2 separate regions of the Zea mays genome follow, and region 2 is linked to region 1. Evidence: chromatin contacts called from public Hi-C data. All regions are on one chromosome and are shown on one strand. Each heading gives the region's core, a stretch centred on a gene start, on an enhancer-like site or on the middle of the called end of the contact. The rest is flanking DNA. Distances are from core to core; before and after follow the strand shown. Region 1 holds the start of ub2 (unbranched2). Region 2 holds the start of LOC100286139.

Region 1 (5,485 bases), core at 1,300-3,799:
AGGAGCCTCCGCCTCGCCCGACCTAGGGCTCGGACCGACCATGTCACAGGGGGGCCATCATTACCCTACCCCTAGCTAGCTCAGGCTACGGGGAACAAGACCGGCGTCCCATCTGGCTCGCCCCGGTAAACAAATAATGATGGGGCCCCGCATGCTCCATGACGACGACGGCTCTCAGCCCCTTACGGAAGCAAGGAGACGTCAGCAAGGATTCGACAGCCCCGACAGCTGTCCTTCCACAGGGCCCAAACGCTCCTCCGACGGCCACGACATCACATGAACAGGGTGCCAAAACCTCTCCGAATGCCACGACAGCATGTACTTAGGGCTCTAGCTCCTCTCTGCTAGACACGTTAGCACACTGCTACACCCCCATTGTACACCTGGACCCTCTCCTTACGCCTATAAAAGGAAGGTCCAGGGCTCTCATACGAGAAGGTTGGCTGCGCGGGAGAACGGACCGACGCATAAGGCTCTCGCTCTCTCTCTCTCTCCCACGCGAACGCTTGTAACCCCCTACTGCAAGCGCATCCATCCGCCCTGGGCGCAGGACAACACGAAGGCCGCGGGTTCCCCTTACTGTTCTCCCCCCTTTGTGTCCCGTCTCGCACCGACCCATCTGGGCTGGGACACGCAACGACAATTTACTCGTCGGTCCAGGGACCCCCCGGGGTCGAAACGCCGACAGTATTATTAATAAAGCCAGGCATTTGAACCTGCTTCATCTACCTCTACCAAACAGATGTGGATAGGACTTCTCTATTGTCCAATATGTTGATGACACTCTTTTGATAATGGAAGCTTGCCCAAAGCAGTTATTCTTCCTAAAAGGAATTCTCAATTCATTTGCAACATCAACCGGTCTCAGAGTGAACTACAACAAATCAAGCATGTATCCGATCAATGTTAACTCTGAGAAAATGGAGATTCTCTCAAGAACGTTCAATTGTCAGACCGGACCAATGCCATTCACCTACCTTGGTCTGCCATTGGGTCTTTCAAAGCCACGACTTCAGCATTTTCTTCCCCTGATACATAGAATTGAAAAGAGATTGTCCTATTCCTCTAAATGTTCATATTGTTTTATAAGTGGCTATGGAAAAACAAATGCCAACCAAAGCACAAAGTTTTCTACTGATTGTGGTTAAAAACAGACTTAACACAAGGAATATGTTGAGACGAAAGAACATGGCACTTGAGTCATATTCGTGTGAAAACTGCATTTGACAAAAGGAGGAAACTCTATATCACCTGTTTCTTAGATGTAACTTTGCAAAGGCCTGCTGGAATTCCATTGCTATGACCCCTCCTAGAATTGCTCATCCGGAAGAAGCCTCGGCTAACCTCAGGCAATAACTTAATATTCCTTTCTCTATGGAAATAATCATCCTCATGACATGGAGTATCTGGAAATGTCGAAATGCATGGATATTTAAAAACAAAGACCCAACAGTGCAACATTGCAAAAATAAATTCTCAAAGGAATTACTCCTGGTCATCTAGAGAGCAAGAGGAAAATATGACAATTCAATCCCAGACTGTCTTAATCAGTGGCAGTCTTAACCCTATAGCTCATTCGGTTTACCTTCTCAACTATTCAATTAGGATTCTCCTGTACATACACTACGCTGTAATTTACCATTATTAATACAAAATTTACAGTAGGAGTCTCTCCCTCCTGATCTTTAAAAAACCACTTGATCACCTTCTCCTTACGTTCAAAGGACAACACTATTACTTCGTTTGGATGTTGGAATTTGGTAGCAAGGAATCGAATAGATGTTGAATACCAAATCGCTAAAGATATTTAGCGCTCCCCTATCGATGCAACGCTGCTCGCTTGAGCCCCTCTATGCTCTACAGTACAAGGGCTATACACAGGAATCCGCGAAATTCGGCCTGAGGCTATCCGCAGCGGTTCTTCCTAATTTTTCCCTCTATATCACTTTTTTGCGTCACATCATCAACATTTCACCCCCTATTTTTTTCATCTCCCGCAGCGGTTCCCCCTATATTATCCCCTATACCCAACTAAAAATATAAAATATCATTATCTAACCATATTTATCTTTTATTACTATTTTTATCAATTATTAAATAGGGGAGCACTGTGCAAGGGGCGCTACAGTGCTCCCCTTGATCTGGGGGACGTGCGCGCCCTCTCCTTACGCTGCAGCGCGTAGGGGCTCTTTAGTGTCAGTCGCTGCGGGCCTAGAGATCCCGTACGTGAGAGACAGAGGAGGGGTCACGGCGTCGCAAGCGCTGCGGCCAGTCTGAGCAAACCAACCCTTTGTCTGAAATGTCGTGCGCGCGCATTATTTGTTAGTTAGGTAAAATAATATTTTATGGCTGAGGTAGGGAGCGGAAGAATTTAGGAGAAAACCCGTTGCAGAAAAGAGAAATGTAGGAGATAAAATCTGATGATGTTGCGCGCGGTGCCGCCACAAGCCCACAAGCTTGCGCAGCCTCCCTCCGCCCGTCCCTGGCGTCTACAAAAAGCCCTCGGCAGGTGGCGAGTGGAGACGCTCCCTCATACCTACCAGCCAAACCAAGCAAGCAGGGAATCCCCACAAGGCAGCAGATGGAAGCGAAAGGTGGCGGTGGCGCGGCGTGGCGCGGGCGCGGGCGCGGCTAGCTAGGCCGGCTCGTGTGCGTGCGCGAGGAGACAGCCACAGCCATACAGGGATGCTGCCTGCTTCGTGACCGTGCTGGTGGTGGTGGGCTGCAGCCTGCAGCTCGTATCACACGCCCACAGTGCAGGAAGGAGGGAGTGGAAGAAGAGAGAGGAAGTTGTTTTTAAAGGCAACAGCGAGTCCCGCTGCTGTCCCTCTCCTTCGCCACCTCCCTCCCTCACTCTCTTCCCTCCCTCTCGGAGGAGGAGAGAGAAGAGAGGGAGCCAGTCCAGCTCCAGCCAGCCGGACGCCCGGACCAACACCACCCCGCCTCCCCCTCCCCCCGCCCCACCGGCCCGCCCTCTCGCGCTGCCGTACCCACGGCCCCACGCACGTTCACAAGTCTCGTCGCCGCCGCAATGGAGTCCGGCGGTGGCGGGGACGACCAGCTGCACGGCCTCAAGTTCGGCAAGAAGATCTACTTCGAGGACGCCGCCGGCTCCAGCAGCGGCAGCAGCAGCGGCGGTGGCAGCGCGCCCGCGCCTCCAGCGACGCAGCAGCCGTCGCCGCCGGCCGCTTCGCCTAGGGCCCCGGCCGGCGGCGGCAGGAGGGGCAGGGCCGCGGCCGGCGGCGCGGGCCCCTCGACGGCGCCCGCGCCCGCGCGCTGCCAGGTCGACGGCTGCAACGTTGACCTCACCGACGTCAAGCCCGCCTACTACTGCCGCCACAAGGTGTGCAAAATGCACTCCAAGGAGCCCCGCGTCCTCGTCAACGGCCTCGAGCAGCGCTTCTGCCAGCAGTGCAGCAGGTCACCACCCAGCCCCGCCCCGCCATTGCTGCACAGTTGCACTCCCCCCCTCTTCCACCTCCACCTCTCATTCAATTGATTGTTTCCAGTTGTCACTTGTTGGTTGCATTCGCTCTGCAGTCTGCTCCCCCGTGTTTTTTTTTCCAGTCCCACTCCCTTCATTCACAGTCTAGGGTTTTAGGGAGGCTACCTAGACGAAGACCAGACGGTTTCAGGTCCATCATACCACGGACACGCTACAAAACTATAGATGCGCTAAACAGTGGGAGCTAGGGAAAGAAACTTGGCTCGGTTTGACGGAGCTTCCATCCCATTTCATCTATGGCGACGGCTTCTCCTCCTGAAGCTGAACAAGAACGAAGGAGGAAAAAAACAAAAGCTGCTTTGGCATTACTGCTACGCTTTAATGTTTCGCTTGAATGGTGCTCATGAGCACAGGTAGGTCTGATGGATGCTCCTCCTAAAAATATGATAGAGTGATGTGACTCAGCCTGCCCCTGCCCTGCCCTGCCTGTCTGTCAGTTCGCTTTGCATTAGATTCCACCGCTAATACTACTCGGGTATCCCAGTGAAGCCTGTCAGCTAACAAGCCATTACAATAAGCGATTAGTAGCCTTGAGCCTGGTTATACGTGTGGTCCCCAAAAAAGGAACAGCAACAGTGAGGAATTTTCAAAGGAGTCTTTGCTTTGCCGATGCAGTAGTATTTTAATTTAGAGGAGTCCCAACTTTGCACAGGTTGACACTATCCATTGTTTTAGCTAGCTAGCCTGCCTCAAATATAGCATTATACATTGTTTGTCCCCTGTACTTAACCATACTACATCGGGCATCCTTCGCCCCCGCCCCCCCCCCCCCCCCCCCCCCCCCCCCCCCTTTTTTTTTTTGCATTATGCAAATGGTCCCCCGAGGAAGAACAAGTTGTAGCCTTTGCAATGTGTTGTTCTTGGCGCTGCAACTTTACAGGTTGTACGATCCTGTTCATCCGGTGTAAGATCTGGAGGATTTCTAGTCCCTTCAGGTGCTACACCAAACTAGACTGTTCCTGGAACAGCTTTGTTTCCTTTGGATACAATTAGCATTTTCATTCATAAATCTTAATTCAGTCATCTATCTAATTTGACATACAATAGAGAGAGAGAGAGAAACTAAACATGATGGTGGCGAGCTGCATCTAATTTGATATGGGTAGGGCCTGGACACATTACCCTAGCGGCGACCGCAGGCTTTGTGCTTTAGGACTAGGCTACAGGAGTGTCCTCATGTCCCCAGCAAAAGAGAAGGGCGCCACAGTTCTGGATTTGGGGCTCTCTACTAAACCACACTGCCACTTATAGCAACAAGGCATATCATTAGAGAAGAGCTAAGTTGGACCAGCCACCAGTACCACTTGGCGTTATTAGATGGAAACCTCATTATTGGTGGGTGTGTACTGTTGTGTTAAGCCCGGCATCACACATCTCTATGAAATGATTACACACACACTTTCTCTTTGCTTTTCTTTTCTTTTTAGTATGGATGTGCAGGTGTCATTATGAGCGGCATAAGACAGAGGTTAATGTTAATCTTTAATGGGGGATGTGCAGTAGTACAACCCTAACCTAGGGAGAAGAGAAATGTTACTCTCTTTGATGATTGTACTGGCATTCCCACTGGCTTTGACCTAAAGTGTGGTTTCCTATATCCATGTCGCGCTAAGCGCTATGCATGTTGCTAGCTACTACTGAGATAAACTAGTGCCTTCAACTTGCTACGTACTGTCCCACCATTCAGCTTGCACTTTATTCTACTGTAAGAGTTACTACTATGGTAAATGGTTTATGCTTGGTCCATGGAACTTTTTTACTGCCTGATTTGTTTGCATTCTACACAAAAGCTATGAATCTACAGCAATGTATATGTGGATTTATAGAATGCAACTTCCATTACTTATAAAAATTCTGTTGCTGTGCCACCAACTTCCATTACCTGTAATAAACTGGGATCAAGGGCGCGTGAATGAACACACCTCTGTTTGTCGCATCAATCGCAGGTTCCACCAGCTGCCTGAATTCGACCAGCTAAAG
Region 2 (5,485 bases), core at 829-3,328, 170 kb before region 1:
CACTGGACCTCTGCTCCTCCATAGGTCATGTCAACCGACATTTTATCTTCCGCCATCGACATCCTCTGCTCTCAACCCTGTCGTCAGCCAGATCCGATGGGTCAAGGTTGCTAAAGCTAAATTCAAAATCAAACTATTCCCTAAATACGAGCAACTATTGAAGACTAAATTATTTTTTATTCTCCATAGCTATTTAGCAACTTGCTAAACAAGTTCTTTTTAAGATCTATTGGAAGCACCTTAATCGTTTTCTCTTGTTATATTCTAGTTCATAAGAGTGTCTCCAATAGCAGTAAAAACTTCTCTATACTAAGGGGTGTTTGCTTGGGATTATAATCTGCCTAGATTATATAATCCAACACATTATGAACTAATACTCAATTCAAAATTTGGTAGATTATAAAATCTGATCGTATTATAATCCCAAACAAACACCCGTAAATATAAATATTTTTTTCCTACATTCTCTCACGATATTATCTAAAACCTCTTCTAAATATAGTGGACAAACATCTATCATTTTTATTATATATATATAGACATTCTGTCATCTACTCTCTTTATTTTTATACTTTAGACAACATATTAATCAAAATAAAAAATATACAAAATATTTGACGGTATAACATACGTACATATATTTTTGTTAAAAAGACGCGTATCTGTAATATATAGATTTTTTATGTATAAAGTAAAATATATCTCTAATATATGTCTTTGATGATAAAATATGTGTTGGAGAGGGCTGGCACGTAGGAGGTAAGAGCATCCGGCTCTAATATATATCTCTAATTAGTCGGTTGCCCGTACGTTGCGACGGTTTACAACAATACCTACGTAAACTATCCACCAAAAAAATTCAATATTTTTTACTGATTGTCTCCGCTCTCCGTATAATATTTTTTGATTTGGCTAACTGATGTTATTGTTTATTTCATGCAATATGTCTTGGTACAACACGACCAATTGAGTGAGCGATTAGAAGAGAGTTCACAATAACTGACTAAACGAACATAGATTATAAAATGACATAATTCCATCATACAGAGACCAAAAAGAGAAAGTTTGTGAGCTCAAATTTCTAAAATAAGTCACATGAACTCAAACTTATAAAAAAGATTGATCAAAATATGGAGTGATTGCTAAAGTCAGGCATTAATAAAAACTGGATGCGCTCCATATAAATTATGCTAATTTGTAGCAATTACTAACGTTTAAAACCAACAAATAACTTTTCATTTTACTGTTAGTGTGACAAATCATTGTTGCTTCATCCAATTCGGCAACCTCAAACACCGTGGAGTCCATTGCGCCAATCTGGTCTCAGAAACGACCTAATGCTTGCAAGAGCAAGAACGTCGTGTCGTGCTTGGGCTGTAGCCTCGACCCGTAGTGCTGGCCCAACCTGACACGATTATATATATTTATTTATTTTACAAGAAAATATATACATATATATAATTTATATTCAATAATAAAAACATTTGAGCACAATGTTCTACTGGTTAGACAACTTCACCTAGTGTCTCCTGGCCTTCTTTTATCATGGCGAGGGGTTATTTGTTAAAAGATGACACGAGACGACCGTTGAAACTGATGCTTTAATATAGTATAGATATATGTCTTTGATAAATTTTAGTTACTTAATAGTAAAATAGTTATCTAACAGGCTAACCATTTAACTCGATAAGATATCCGGCTCTATATTGAGTTATTGACTCATTCACTAACCAAATTTAGTTAGCAAATCACGCTAGTCAAGCTAACTTGCATATTGGGAAGTTTTTTGAAATGAGATGTTATATATATCGCCTGATTGGATGCCTGTATCTAAACGCGCAGGCTCGGGTGGCCCTGGCTGACCCGATACGACAATTTTCTGTGTACGAGTGGATGCAGCCAAATAGCTATAAAATAGCTTGTTTTGCATCCGCTCATACAGTCTGCGTCTCTCTTGTGCAGGCAACCAAACAAGAGCTCAGATAGAGTTAACGCATACGGTGGTTTAAGACGAGATGGTATGGGTAACCAAACATATGGATAGAGTTTAATCTATACGAAAGATAAATAAAGAGTCAAATAGAAAGTTAAAAATAAATAGTTTCTCGTAGAAATTCTAAGTCGGACAACAAACAAGCAGGAGAGAAGAATCAGTGATCTGTGCTGTGAGTACCTGACCTCTTCCAGACAGCCTCTGAAATCCCCTTCGGCCCTTCCTGCTCCAGCGGGAGCGCACCAGCAATGTCGTCGGCGGGGCCACCGCCGCCGCTGCCGCCGTGGAGCAGGCTGGAGGGGCAGGTGGTGCTGGTGACGGGCGCTTCCTCCGGCATCGGACGCGACTTCTGCCTCGACCTGGCGCGCGCCGGCTGCCGCGTCGTCGCCGCCGCCCGCCGCGCCGATCGTCTCCGCTCGCTCTGCGACGAGATCAACGCCTCCGCTGCCTCCCGAGCCCCCCGCGCGGTGGCTGTGGAGGTCGACGTCGCCGCCGGTGGTTCGGCCCTGGAGGCGGCGGTGCAGAAGGCCTGGGACGCCTTTGGCCGTATCGACGCCTTGGTCAACAACGCCGGCATACGAGGTACGACTATCCACGAAATCTGAGCTCGAATATCTTCGTTTAGGCATCTAGTAACTGCCAGATGGAAATATGCACCGAACCAAATTTAGCCCAGTCCCCAGTTCGTTAGCGAACCAAGAACGTATCGGCTGGAACGTATGGTAATATCTGTGTCTCTTGTTTTATTACGCTTCAGGTGCAGTGCATTCTCCATTAGATTGGCCCGAGGATGAGTGGGACAGAATCATCAAGACGAACCTTACCGGATCATGGCTCGTGGCCAAACATGTCTGTCGACGCATGCGTGATGCCAAGCTGAAGGGTTCAGTGGTTAACATCACCTCTATTGCTGGCCTTAACCGTGGGCATCTGCCTGGCTCCACGGGATACGCATCCTCAAAGGCTGCTGTGCATTATGCCACCAAGGTAGGTAGCACTGCTATTCCTGATCGCACGTTTGTTTCGCACCTGTGTGTTCATAATAACTCAACCCAATGATGTCTTCGCAGATTATGGCTTTGGAATTGGGCGCGGATCGCATCAGAGTGAACTCGATTGCACCTGGACTCTTCAAATCAGAGATAACTGCTCCTCTGTTTCAAAAGAGGTGGTTGAGCACCGTTGCTTCAAAGATAGTGCCGCTTAAGGAGCATGGCGCTACTGATCCTGCATTGACGTCGCTGGTCCGTTTTCTGATCCATGAAGCATCGTCGTATGTGACTGGCAACATCTTCATTGTAGACTCAGGTGCCACCATACCTGGTGTTCCGATATTCTCATCCCTGTAATTCCCCCCCTTAAGGTTTAGTTCATTGTACCTTAGTTTCATATGGTTGCATAAAGCAGACAGTTAAAGACTCCATGGAGGAAGCACTGCTGGCTGTATAGTTCATTCCCGACAATATTCCATCATTTTTGCTGTCCACTATTGTTTTAATGTATTTTCTCCAGAGACGCGTAGTTTGGTACTTGTATAGAATGACAATCTTTAAGATACTCCTTTATTGTCTAATCTTTCAAAACACCAATCAGGATGAATAAATTGCCTAAAAGTGTCATTTAAGCACATGAGTCATGGCTCATGACCAAACATTTGCTTTTTTGCTCCATGGATCCTTTTGTAAAGAAAAGGTTAGCGAATGATCAAGTCTGTTCGAAGTATTACTTCTTGTTAAAAGATACACGGGAATGCTCGCTTCCGAGCGTTCCACGCGAGCTCCTCCTCTTGCGCAGCGATGCGTGCGGTACGTGCCCGCGTGTGGACCTATTTGGATGTTGCTCGGCGTGGGTGTGGGCCCGTAGAGGGGACGACACCACCAGTCTCAGGGTCGTCCCGTCCGTGCTCGCGTGGATCTCGACCTCCACGACACGGCCCCCGACATCGACGCGCCGGCGTCCGCGTGCTGTGACGGTCGTCGCTGCCGTCGTCGGCGGAGGGGATGGCTCTGTCTACCATTGCCGTGCGTCGTGCCGCGAACTGGATGGCTCGGATTGGGGATGACGAAGCGTGTGGGCAGCCGACTCTTCGTGGGGACGGCGCGGGCTTGGTGGCCGGCGCTTCAACGTTAGTCTAGGTGAGTGCCCTCCTCTTTAGTGTCTCACCTGTGGATTTCGTTAGGAGCCGCGCGCTACTGTACTCCAGTGCATGTGCGCATAGCGTTAGATGGGGATTGTTCACCGGATTCTAAAATCCCACAAAACCGCGTGTTGCTGTGCCTCCGTGTGTGCTCCACATCCATCGCATAGCGTGTGCTTTTCCAAAGCGTCAGCTCGTTGTTCTCCCGTCCTTCCGCCATAACGCCCATGCCGATGCCCATGTGCATCTTCCTCTTTCCCTCGACTTGGTACAGTGGTACCTGTTGGGTGTGTCCTCTACAGCCGGTCAATAGAGACCGAATTGGGCTTAACCCAACTATCGTCTCTTTAAATCGGGCCCTTGATCGGGAGGGCCCATGCTAACCTCGGTTGGAGCCCCAATACACACGACTATATATATATATATATATGACTAAGGGGTCGCAGGAAAAACTAACGCTAGTACCTCGCCACAAAACCCTAGTCCCCAGAGGCCCACATCGCCTAGGCATCGGAGTGTCTGGAAACGCGACAGCCTACAACGGCTCGAATCCCGATGCCTGCTGCTTATCTGCAGAGCAATGGAATCAAGACGGAATGTAGACGACAACATCGACAACTCTCCAACAACAACAACAAAGGTGTGTTTCCCGGTTCCTCTAAGTAGAACAGATCTACTCGTCATCGAGGTTTTACTTCCATTTACGGATTGTGGATTGGTATTCTAGGGACTTAGGAATCGATCCTAGTCACTATAGAAATCTAACAATGGTATCAGAGGCATCCTAAATCCCCTAGATCTCCTAATCCGCATCGGTTTTATGAGATCATAGAAAGGTCTCGGATCAATGTGATTGAACTCATTTTTTATCATCGTAAATCACTCGAGAACAGAAAGATTAGAATAGAGCGAAAGAATTTTAGATCTCTCGGCTACCTAACCCTAAATCTAGGGTTTTGGTCACTGTTAGAGACTGGATCTTGGCTAAACATATGAAAATCCAAGATAGTAAAAACATATCAATGTTTTAGGGTTAGGGTTTGATAACCTAACCCTAATCGGTTTTAAAACTGGGTCAACAGAGGCTTTAAATACCCGCTATGCATATTTCAATAGAGTTCCTAGTAAATCAGTGGCTAAAACTCCATATGAGTTGTGGACTGGCAGAAAGCCCACGTTCAACTACTTCCACATATGGGGTTGTCCAGCAGAAGCTAGAATATTTAATCTTGGACATGAAAAGCTAGATGAGAGAACCACTAGCTGTCATTTTATTGGCTATCCTGAGAGATCGAAGGATTATAGATTCTACTGCCTAGGCAGACAAATCAAGTTTATAGAAACCAGACATGTCA

Evidence for each region. A called contact is a pair of places that touch in the nucleus more often than the background predicts.
Region 2: a Hi-C map of leaf shows a contact between it and region 1, with 4 times the contacts expected there. The contact joins the promoter of LOC100286139 here to the promoter of ub2 in region 1. A contact is called at or near these places in 7 of 25 Hi-C or Micro-C datasets (ear, leaf, tassel and 1 more) and 1 of 3 datasets of contacts at active chromatin or transcription factors (leaf).

What each region holds. Positions count from the first base shown.
Region 1 is chr1:192,382,623-192,388,107 of Zm-B73-REFERENCE-NAM-5.0, reverse strand. ub2 (unbranched2) reads left to right here and starts at 2,549. Exons shown (of 3, transcript NM_001362255.1): 1 at 2,549-3,420; 2 at 5,452-5,485. The coding sequence starts at 3,032.
Region 2 is chr1:192,553,378-192,558,862 of Zm-B73-REFERENCE-NAM-5.0, reverse strand. It overlaps LOC100286139, which reads left to right and starts at 2,078. Exons shown (of 3, transcript NM_001159027.1): 1 at 2,078-2,575; 2 at 2,751-2,980; 3 at 3,064-3,475. The coding sequence starts at 2,242. The coding sequence ends at 3,342.